2 separate regions of the Neogale vison genome follow, and region 2 is linked to region 1. Evidence: chromatin contacts called from public Hi-C data. All regions are on one chromosome and are shown on one strand. Each heading gives the region's core, a stretch centred on a gene start, on an enhancer-like site or on the middle of the called end of the contact. The rest is flanking DNA. Distances are from core to core; before and after follow the strand shown. Region 1 holds the start of THBD (thrombomodulin). Region 2 holds the start of GZF1 (GDNF-inducible zinc finger protein 1).

Region 1 (5,620 bases), core at 1,744-4,243:
ATTCATTCCCCTCTTAATCTAGAGCAATAATGAGAACATTTTCAACGTTGTCAAAAATAACCAGTAATAACAACAACAGTTATAATCATGGGAAAAAGAAACTGGCATAAGAAGCTTAACAACAATATAGATATTTCAGTTCAAACGAAAATGACAATAAAACCCAGGCTCATTGTTTAAAAAATTAAAATTAAAAAAAACTCCTTGGGTTGAATTTCTGTGACAGTCCGGCAACATTAGTCCAATGAATGCCCTCACATCATAACTTTTGTTAAAATGATATTACTCTGGAAGCCTGAATTTTCAGGATAAATTAGCAAGCCTGGTTCAAGAGCAAATAAATTCCAACCAACCTTGACTGTAGTGTTTTTGATTCTGCTTCATACATACATTTACCAAGGTAGACATGGAAAGACAGAAGGAGGGTGACCAGGTAGGGAGACTCCAGGTAGGTTGGCTGAATTCCAGGGAGGGGAAAATTGGGTGGAATAACAAAGGGAACAGGGGCTTGGCTTCAGCAATGTGAGAGTGCTGGGAACACCACCAAGATGGTTTAACTCCCACCTGAGGAGTAGAAATATATAAATATACAGATAGGGAAGGGGAAGTGAAGAAGGGAGGGATACAAAGCGGGTACTGAAGATATACAGGTGGGGGGGGAAGGAAACACAAAGGAAAAAAAAATCATCCTAAATACTTTAAAAAAATAAATATCTTGGTCATTATCCACACCTTGATTACACTCACTAGTCCACGGGATTGCAAGTCTGACCCAAAGACCACGGGATTGCAAGCCAGCCAAGGAGGCTCCCCCATCCTGTGCCCCTTGGCGAGGTCTTGGGACACGCTGTAGTCTGCATCTTCACTATAAATTGCCATCTCTGCCTAGCCAGCCGTGTGATGATGTCAAGGAAGTGGCTGGGGCGCATACTCTTTCCAACCCCCGCTCCCCAGCCAAATGTGGAATCAGCAAAAGAAAGGGGGCAGAATCTTCTCCAGTTCTGATGCCAGCTAAAGTGCTTTGGATTAGGTGCCCAGGGAGTAAGGCTGGGGGAGGGGGAGAGACGCAGGAGGGAGGGAAGGCCCACCCCACAGCAGGGGACAGGAAAGAGGCCTCTCAGAGTTTCTGAGGCATCTGCTCAGTTCGCACATGCTGGAGCACCACCTCTTTGGCCGGGGAACCACACTTGTACTCCAGCTCCGCCCTCGTGGTGCCTTGCTTCTTGCGCAGGTGGCACAAGAGCGCCAAAAGCGCCACCACCAGAGATAGGCTGGCGATGGAGATGCCGATGAGCACTCCAGAATGCAAGGGCCCTACAGGTGAGGGGCTCAAGGTGGCGCCGGGAGTCGGGCTGACCGGGGGCTCCCCAGAACCGCCGTCACCATCACCATCAGTGTTCACCTCGGTGGGGTCACAGTCAGGCCCACAGATGCACTCGTAGGTGCCTGGGAGGTTGCGGCAGGCCCCGGGGCAGTCTCCGTTTTCGCACTCATCAATGTCTGTGCACATGAAGCCGTCATCCAGGATGTAGCCTTCAGGGCACTGGCAGGAAGTTGGGCTGTAGGGATCGCAGTCTGCTGGGCATGCAGTCTGGTTACAGAACATTAGGCACCTGTGTGGGTCCTGAGGGCTGGGTGCGAAGCCCTCAGCGCAGATGCAGCGATAGTCTGTCTGGCCCACAGGCTGGCACTGATACTCGCACTTGCTCCCTAAGCACGGGTCCACTGACTCCACGCAGTCGTTGTTCACCAACTCGAAGCCAGGGTTGCAGTGGCATTCGAAGGCGCCCCGCGTATTAACACATCGCTGCGGGCACGGACTGGGCACCTGGATACAGTCGTCCACGTCCTCGCACCCGTGCTGGTCAGCAGCCAGCTGGTAGCCGGTCTCGCACATGCACGAGTAAGAGCCGGGCACGTAGCTGTTGGTAATGCAATAGTGCTCGCAGAGTTTGTGGCAAGGGTGATCCGCTTGTGCGGCGCAGGAGCGCCCGTCAGCCTCTAGGTAGGCGTCAGCCGGGCAGAAGCACTGAGACGTCTCAGCGCTCCTGTTGCAAGTGTCCTGGCAGCCGCCGTTCTCGACGCTGCAGTCCCAGGCGCCCTGGTCATCCCGGCCCCAGCGCGCCTCGGCCTCTCCTGGCGGCGCCGCGCACTCCAGCTCCACTCCGAAGGGCGCTATAGAGGCAGAGCTACCCGCGGGTAGCGCCTGGAAGTCCGCGCCAGTGGCCCGGAACGGAGTGGTATAGGTGATCGTTACACCGGCGGCCGCCACGGCTCCAGAGTCCACGAGCAGGGGCTTGCAGGAGGCTGCAAAGTGGAACTCGCAGAGGAAACCATCAGCTTCTGCAGTGCACTGCTGCTCCTCCCAGGCTGGCTCGCGGGGTGCTAGGGCCCCAGCTTCCGAGACTGCGACGCACAGGGGGCCGCAGAGAGGCGCTGGGTCAACGTGCAACCGCGCCCACCTGCTGTAGCTGGTGCGGTTGTCGCCGGTAACCCACTGGAAGCCGCGCAAGGGCCCGAGTTGCCCTGGGTCACTGCAACCGGGCGGGAGCTGCAGGCCGATCCAGAGGCGCGGGCTGTCGCCGCTGTCGCCGCTCAGTAGCAAGGAGATGACATCAGCCGCCACTGAGGAGCGCACAGTCATCAGGTGGCCCCCTAACCCTTCGCAGGCCTGGCTGGCGGCGAAGAAGGTCGCGGGGCCCCGGAAAAGCTCGAAGCAGTCGTGCTCGACGCACTGGCTGCCGCGTGGCTGAGGCTCTGGGGACGTGGGGAGCCCCAGACCGGCGGGGGCCAGCACGCCGAGGAGCAGGACCCGGAGCATGCTGTCCCAGCACGCCGAGGGCAGGCGCGGGGGAGAGCGCAAACGCCGCGACAGGGCCCGAGCTCCGAGGGGACTGAGAAGCGCAGGGCGCCGCCGGCGATAGCCGCTTGCGTTGGTCCCAGCCCAGACGTGTCCAGCCGCGGCGCGCAGCGCTGGCGAAGCAGCCTCTGACATGCCGGCCGGCCGGGGCGGGGGTTTTTAAGTGCGCGGCCCTCCCTCCTGGACGTTCGGGAAAAGGAAGGAAGTGCCTGGTGGGAAGGGCTGATGCTGCATTCTCGGATTACTGGGTTCTCCGGACGCCTTGTGCCCGCCCTCGCGCCTGGGATCACCTCGCCGGGATGAGTAAACCCGGCCCGGGGCTGGGAGGTCCCCAGGCGGGACCGCCAGGCGCAGGCGCCGCGGGAAGACAGTACCTCTGTCAGCAAGACAATGTCCTCCCCCGCCACTAGGGCCCTCAGGCTCGCTGTCGTAAAGGGGGCTTACTTAATACGCAGCCCCTCTTAATCTCTCGGTCCTCTTTCTTTTTCTTATAAAAGAATGTTACCACCGATTTCAAGGGAAGCCTGGATTGCGGAACTCTGTGGAGACCAGAGAGAAGGGCTTTGAATGAGCTACGGGGAGGTAGTGCCCACGACCGGCCGGGCTCTAGGGGGAGGTGCCCGACAAGAGAAAGATTTGGGGAGGGGGTGCCAAGGGCGTGGGCTTCCCCAAAGAAGCAGTGGCGGTGAAAGAACTGGACCCCGCCCCGAGCCCTGGCGCCTAAAGCAGGAGACACTGGTGCGCTCGGCCCCAGAGGACAGAGGGTGTGGCTGGCACGATGATGGGGGAAGGGGGAAGAACTGGCCTAACACTGGCGAGCTCCGCGCACAACCAGGGACCCACGGGTCCCTGAGCATGAGGCGAATTCTTTTTTTAAAAAGAATTCTTAAAAAAGAATTCCTTTTTAAAAAAGAACTTTTTAAATTTTTTTTTATTTTTTAATAAACTATAATATATTTTTATCCCCAAGGGTACAGGTCTGTGAATTGCCAGGTTTACACACTTCACAGCACTCACCATAGCACATACCCTCCCCAATGTCCGTAACCCCACACCCCTTCTCCCAACCCCCCTCCCCCCAGCAACCCTCAGTTTGTTTTGTGAGATTAAGAGTCACTTATGGTTTGTCGCATGAGGCGAATTCTTGCAGAGCCCTGTAGGAGCGGGCGTGTTGGGGAGCGCGCTAGCCTGTTCGGTCTGTTTTTATCCAGCTTCACAGAGGGATAGGCCATCTCACACCCCAAAAGGGGCGCACGGGAGCCCTCGCGGGCTCCAAGCGAATCTGGCTTGGGACGGTTAAGGAATTTTGCATTTGGCTGAGAGATCAGAGTGATATAAAGGTGCAACGTCATGCCACTCGCGTTGCAGAAGGGCGGTCCTCCGGACGGACAGGGTGGGGACAGCTGCGACGAGGAGATGGGAATCTGTCACTTTCGCGACCTTTACCGCTTATTCACTTACCAAGAATGTGTGTGTGTGTGTGTGTGTGTGTGTGTGTGTGTGTGTGTGTGGTGTGCGTGTGTGTGGTGTCCAAAACATAAGAAAGGGGGGGGGGACATAAGGGAGGGACAAACTTCTTTTTTTTTTTAATCCTGTGCCACCTCTCCGCTATGATCACTCACAACCAAACACCAGAGGGCGGCGCTGTTGAACTCTAAACAAAGCCCCAGAAGTTGGAGAGCTCTAAACTTGGGCTGAAAAGCTTAATAATGGGTGTGAGGAATGCAGGGCCCTTGCCCTGGGACAAGAAAATTCGCTCCAGGGAACCCCCACGCGGATTCCACCTTTCAGCTGGGTGTCTTGCCTCTTTGGTCCAGCAGAGCGCAGACCCTGTAAGGGCAGTGTAGCCTCTTCACAAGCGAAAGGCAAGCACGCGCCCACTCACCCCTTCCTGGCATTCTACTGAGAGTGACCGAAGGTGTGGGGTATGGGCACTCCAAGAGTGAAAGGGAGGAGGTACAGTGGTCCTTTCCTGCATTTCCCAACGTCTTATCCCAGGGTGGAGCGCGGGAGCTCCAACAACGACAACTACTGCCTCCTGAAAGCTAGGTGGGGGAGCGCCGCATGGAAACTAAGGTCTGAGGAACCCTGGAATGCGTGCCTCTGCTCCTCTGGGGAGAGAAGGAAAGACCAGCAGTTTTGAAGAGTGGGGTTGTCTGCTGGTGGGAGTAGGCAGAATCTGGTCTGATGTCCCAGCGGCTGCCTGTGCTGAGCCTGGGTCTTGACTCACATGCACAGCCCACCCACGGAGACTGGAGCTGGAGCAGGGCTGCCTCAGGTGCAGCTGGCCCTGTGGCCTTCCCGGACAGATAGATGGTCCCTGAAAGATTTCAGAAAATGAGAGCAATGCCTGTATGTGTGAGGCAAGAGAGAGGACAGGGCCTGTTACACCCTTTCCTCAAACTTTACTAAAATTTTCAAGCCTGCCAGCCCTCAAAGGAGTTTGAGGGATATTCAAGAATCAAGTCTTGCCCCTACACCAGGCTGGTTCACTTCTTGGATGGGTTCTAGATGATTCAACATGGCCATCTTTAGCAGGGTGCCCTATTTGGGTCTCCTTGGGCCATTACTTTGAAGCTTTTTTGCATGTTTTAAACTACCTCCGTTCCTCTCTGGACCTTCTGCTTAGGTAGATAGGCCACTGCCTATGCTCCATGGGGTTGATACTAGTAGCTCCCTTTCCATTGGCTGGCCCCTGGCCCTGCTTCCCTCACTGAGGGCTCACCAGCCCAGGCCCATTTTGCTGTTTCATTGCAACGG
Region 2 (5,919 bases), core at 2,217-4,716, 310 kb after region 1:
ATTGTCACTTGAGACTTTCTCCTAAAGCCTTGAGACAGAGCCTTAGCAAGACTTGGGGATGATGGTGAGAAAGAGCCCTGGCTCTCTTGCTTTGTAACCAACGGCCATGAACCCTGGTGGCTTAACAGGGCAACAATCATTTATTTTGCTCACAAATCTGCTATTTGGGCTTGGCCAGGAAGCCTCATTTCTGCCCCCATGCCACTCTGGCCCCAGGTAGCCCAACCCAGGACGAGAAGGTCTATTTCTAAGGCCATCCACTCAAAGGACTTCTGGCTGCCAGGGTTCCCCTCCACACAGGCCTGCCCATGTGGCCTGGGCTACTCACAGCACAAGTACCAAGAAAACCTGGCAGAGGCTGTATTTCAGAAGTTACACACTCACAGGAGCCTGCCTGAGTGGAGGGCAGTGTAGCAAGCAAGGTTCCAGACAAGATGTGGGACTAAAATATTTTTGTGGCCATTTTTGGAAAACATAATCTGTCACCATAAGGAAGAAAAACTACCGGGAATCTAAGGATCCACTCTCCACAGCTTGTGAGTGTGTATGAGAGGGGAATGTGTGTGTGTGTAAACTAGCTCATACTGTCCCTCTCTTTCTCTCTGGCAACATAGTTCTCCACATCTCCTTAATTTATTCTCTGCTCAAGGCCATACCTCAGCTCCTAGGCATATGGGCAGTTCTTCCTGCCTTCCCAGAATCTTCCCAAACTCAGGGCCTCAAGTGACCCAGAATTATAGCCCCAGTTCACTCTGGTCCAGCAGCAGTCCATTCGATTCTGCTAAGACAGGGGGAGAAAAACCACACGTTTGTTTTTGGTGACAATACGCTGGGGGTACAACTGCCTAGCCTCTGCTGTAAATTGCCTGGCAACAAGTGAAGCAGCCTCCCATGGTGAACAAATGCTATTAGATCCTGCACCAGAGAGCTATGCTGATGATGGAGAAAAGCTCAATCCTGTTTGTGGACCCAGAGGTCCAAAAGTCTGTCTTCAGAGCTAACAAAGGCTCAGCCTGTGTGACCAGATGTGCCCCAAGTTTAAAAGCCTGCTGTTGGGAGGAACTGTTGGCCAATAAGGAAGTTCTGCCAATGCAAAACATCAAGACTAAAGTCTTCTGGATGCTTCCTTTGTGCTTGGCCTGTGTTAAGCACTTGCCAGGTCTTGTTTCATTTGTTCCTCGTATCAACCCAAGGAAAGGAATATTGTTACTGTTCTGCTTCTACTGATGAGGCAGCTGAGCCTCTGGGAGGTTAACTCGCCTGCCACTATCACGCTGCTAGTGAATGGCTGTTAGAGAGGACTCATCATAACTAGAATGTTGTGGAGCAATGACTTGAACCCCAGCCTGCCTGTTCATTCAAACACCACTGACTGAGACCTTGTTGGGGGTCAGGCACAATTCTAGATGCTGGAGACACAAACCCGGAAAGTTCCTTAGCTCCTACCCTACGGTGGCTGGTGCTGGCTCTGCTCCCTCTCAGGGCTAAAGCCCTGTGCTTTTTACAAGGCTTCGGAGCTTGACTTGTGTTTTCCTAACCTGCTTTTCTACTTTTGAAGCAGCTTTGTGGCACTTAACGTCTTTCAGTCTCCTCATCTATAAAATCAGAAATAACAATACCTCCGCCAAAGTTACAAGAATGAAACAAACAAAAAGACTTACATGGGAAACATGGTGAGACCTGAAGCATCACAGCCTCCAACCTACCACACAGGCAACAAGTCAACCCTCATCCCATTGATGTGATGATTTGGATTTTTGTACATTAAATCCAAATTTCACTGTCCCAGGGTTTATAAAGACATGTCTGTGCGAATACGGTCCCAAAGATGCTATTTCAGCCTCTCTCGTCAGCCCCACCTTATTTTATTATAGTCCAAATTCTTCACCTACTTGATTTAAATGGAGGAGGTGGTTTGCCTACATGAAATTGGCCATCTAGTTTCTAAATGTGTCATGAAATCTGAGAGCAAGATTTCTCTCAGGAATGCAAGCAAAGGTACACCAAAGGGAAGCCAAGACGGTGCAAGTTAAATGCACTACACTCCAAAGATATGGCAACATCTGTAAATTCATCATGCTTAGAGGGCTCCCACTTTTGAAGGAATTACTCAGTCTCTCAGACCAGTGGATGGAGTTGAGGATCTTGTTGAAGAAGCTTTTTTTTTTTTTTTTAACTGTAAACTCTGTTTCCCAAGCCCCACACTAACTGTTTCCATCCTGTTGAGTCTATCGTTTTAAAGAAAAGTTCGGGTTCCAGATTGGCTGAAATGCAGCTAGTTTCAGGACTGGAGAATAAAAGCACAGTACCACCCAGGCCACAGCTGGAGCCTCGGAGCTCCTCAATTCCCAGGACGAGAGAGGAAGCTGCCTTTGTTTCCTTTTCTGGCACACTTCGGTTGCTTCCCAAACTTAGACTCCTCCCACCCTGGACTCCTCTCTCGCTTCCAGTTGAGTTTCTCACTTAACTAAAACGGGTTTTCTTCCACGCGTCCTTTAGGATGCCAACTCCTAAGTCCGGAGGGACTTAAACTATCCAGGAGAGTAACCTGCTAATACTTCATCAGGCAGAGTTAACAAGGGCCCTGCCGGCTTCACCTGCTCGGCCGCCGCGGGACATCCTGGCGCCCCACTTACTACGTCTGTGTGAAAACCTTAGTTGGGTCACTGCTGCTGTTAGTGGTTTCCCGAGGTTGCATCAAGTCGTCTTTTAACTAGAATTTTAACTAGAATTACCCGAATTGCAGGTGAAAGGAGGTCGTAGGGCAAGGATCTAATCCCGCCTCCCACACTTTCCCCATCTTCTCCCGTCAAGCGGGCCTCCACTCAGCTGGGAGAGACTCGCGCGTCTCTAGCTCCGGGGGCGGGACCTAGAAGATTTCATCCAATCAAGAATCGCACCTGACCAGTTGGACCGGTTTCTATGACCGGTTAAGCCAATGAAAACTCGACCGCTGATTTTTTCCTGCGGTCTTCTGGGAAAGTGCCTCTCCCGGAAGCCGCCTCTTCCCTTGAGCCACAACTGGGCGGAGCTAGCCTCCCGGTCTTCCGTCCCGCTGGCTGGCACAGCTGCCCGTCATGGGAGGCGGGCGTGGGTCTGGCGTCTGCGCGGCGCACGGCGGGCTGCGCGCGGGAAGCCGCGGACAGCGCCGACAGTTTCCCGGGCTCAGGGATCTCCGCGACCGGGCGGATCTGGGAGGAAGCGTGGGAGAAGGGCGGCTCTTCCGGTTCCTCCTGAGGCGAGCGGCGGAGGAGCGCGGATCCTAGGCAGGCTTGCCCCGCGACCTTCGGGGTCCAGCCCTCCGTGGAGCTGGAGGTCGCGCGGGGGCGGGCGCCGCCGCCCACGGTAACCAAGAGACAACCCGCGCGAGCCGAGGGCTTCGCCCTGCTAACCAGGGTCGCCCGCGCTGACTTGAGCCGCCCACGTTGGCCGAGGTTGCCGACCCCCGCCTACCGGGGTTACCGCCCCCAATCGCTGACCGTGGACGCCACCTCCGCCCGCGCTGACCCCAGACGTCATCAGCCGCGAAGGTAGGTGTCCCCCACCGTCCCCCGCGCCCGGCAGTCTGAAGACCCCAGGGCCGGCCCAGGGACTCGCGAGACATCTGCCACGTGCACCCCTACGCTCTCCCCCCATTGTCAGGAGTCAGCCGGGTTTTGTCTTTTCCCTCGTGTCGTTGCAGTGCTGCTTCAGGTTTTTGCCCTTGCGACGTGCTTGGCAATAAATCCTCTTGGCGATGAAGAGTCGGGGCCCTGGAGGACTCGACTCAGAGATGGCCAGGGAGGGCTGGCTTTGTTTTTTGCGTGGATGAAAAGCGACTCACCGCCAGAAATGAGGCCTGTTGCATCTTCTCTGGTCCAGCTCCAGAGAACCTGATGGTGTGGGCTTCCGAGAGAAGGCGGCATGTTCACAGCCTCATGCTTATCTCACTTTTCATGATTCTTTCCCCTGATTAAGTAGAGAAGGGCAAGCTTTCAGCCTGGTAGGTAGCAGAACCACAAGACAAGGAGGTGTTTATCCTACTGGTATGGGGCCAGGACAGGTTGCTAAGGTGTGTTTGGAAAGTCGCTTTGGCAGAACTGAGCAGGGGTGGCGGGGGGGGCGTTTCTGAGAATGACTTGAGATGGTGGAGGGACTGGGGTACCTGAGGGTGAGGAGTAATGTGGGTGGTCAGGAATTCCAGCAAGAGAGAAATTGAGGCTGCTGAAAGGACAACTTCAGACTAGCAGTCCTGGAATGGTGCCCTTAGAGACTTGATTTCTTAAGTGCAGGTAAAGGACAAGTGAAGGCTGAAGATAAGCAGGTAAAGGATAGTTAAGCAAAAGGACAACATAGTTCTGACATTTTCAAAGGCTAGGTGCCTTCTCATAAAGATACATCAGGACTGTGCCAGGACCTTGATCCAACCGCTAAGTTTCTCCCTTCTTGTTTGTAAAATTGTTTTATCATTTTGTGGTGACCATTAATGAAGTGTGATGTATGCAAAGTAAGCAGCAGATACCCAGTTCAGAATCTGTGTCTGCTGAGGCTTCACTTTCCAAGGAGGGAGTGCAGAGATGTCTGTCTGTGCCTGGTCCTGTCACTGCTTACTTCTAGGACCAAGCTCCTTACCTGCTCTTTATGGTTCTTTACTAGAGGCAGTGGCCTCCACCTTGCTCAGCCCTTAGAGTACTTGACTCTTTCCCAACTCTATGTGAGATCTTTTATCTGTTTCATGACATGATATTAAAAAAAGGTTAATGTCTTAGAAATAAAAAAGTTTAAGTTTGTATATTTAAACATATCCATTATTTTAGTAATGTTCTCTCATGAACTTTTTTCTTTCAGTGAAATATTTTTAAAATTTTTTTTAAAGATTTATTTATTACAGGGCACGAGCAGGGGGGAGGGGTAGAGGGAGAAGCAGACTCCCCGCTGAGCAGGGAGCCCATTGAAGGTCTGGACCAAAGCGACCCAAGCTGAAGGCAGATGCTTAGCCAATTGAGCCACCCAGGTGCCCCACTTTTAGTGAAATATTTTAATGACGCAGAAGAGAGCAGAGAACTGTAACAGTTGTACCATACTCTGAGACAAACAAATATATTTTTTTTTTTATGATTTTGGACTTCCTTTTTTTTTTTTAATGGAAGGTGACATTTCAGCTATAGTTGAGATTCTTTTTTTGATGCCACCACCCCAACCTTCTATCCCATAGAACTTGTTTCTTTTCTTTTCTTTTTTTTTTTTTAAGATTTGTATTTATTTGTTGGGGGTGGAGGGGACAGAGGGAGAGGGAGAAGCCAATTCTGCGCTGAGCTCAGAGCTAGGTGGGAGCCTGGATCCCACAACCCTGAGATCATGACCTGAGCTGAAATAAAAGTTGGATGCTTAATAGACTGAGCCACCCAGGCACCCCAGAACTTGCCTTTCCATTTTTAACTTGTCTTTCATTTTGGCTCACAGGATTTGCCTTATAGGTATTTGTGCTCACAGAAGCTAGGTGCCCTCCCTTCTTATTCCCAGTCAGCTGCCAGGTTTGCTTGTCATGAGGTTTGTGACCCCTATTTTGGTACTGTCCTAGTGACATTTGCTTTCTTATCCTCTTAAGAAATCTGCCTTCTCTTTGCTCTCCTAGTATCTGTTGGGTGAGCTCATGATAGGTTTTCTCAGACTCGCCACCAGCTGAGGATCATAAGCCATCTGATTGGTCTTTATTGGGCCACTGTTGCCTTTGTTGTCTGTTTCTTTACTTCTCTAGGGGCAGTCACACCTGATCCATGCTTCCAGGAAAAAGTGACCTTCCATAGTGAAATGTACTGTGTTTTACAAAATGAGATTTTTAAATTTATAGTAACAGCTACCATATTTTTGAACATGTAGGTATCTGGCTTTTTTTTTTTTTATTTTTTATTTTTTAAAGATTTTATTTATTTATTTGAC

What was found. Hi-C and Micro-C count contacts between places; a contact is called where the count stands out from the background.
Region 2: a Hi-C map of muscle shows a contact between it and region 1, with 4 times the contacts expected there. The contact joins the promoter of GZF1 here to the promoter of THBD in region 1. A contact is called at or near these places in 2 of 3 Hi-C or Micro-C datasets (fibroblasts and muscle).

The regions. Positions count from the first base shown.
Region 1 is chr8:48,255,188-48,260,807 of ASM_NN_V1, forward strand. It overlaps THBD (thrombomodulin), which reads right to left and starts at 2,994. Exons shown (of 1, transcript XM_044263555.1): 1 at 1-2,994. The coding sequence starts at 2,821. The coding sequence ends at 1,118.
Region 2 is chr8:48,562,752-48,568,670 of ASM_NN_V1, forward strand. GZF1 (GDNF-inducible zinc finger protein 1) reads left to right here and starts at 3,467. Exons shown (of 8, transcript XM_044263563.1): 1 at 3,467-3,530. It overlaps NXT1 (NTF2-related export protein 1), which reads left to right and starts at 3,462. Exons shown (of 2, transcript XM_044263568.1): 1 at 3,462-3,530.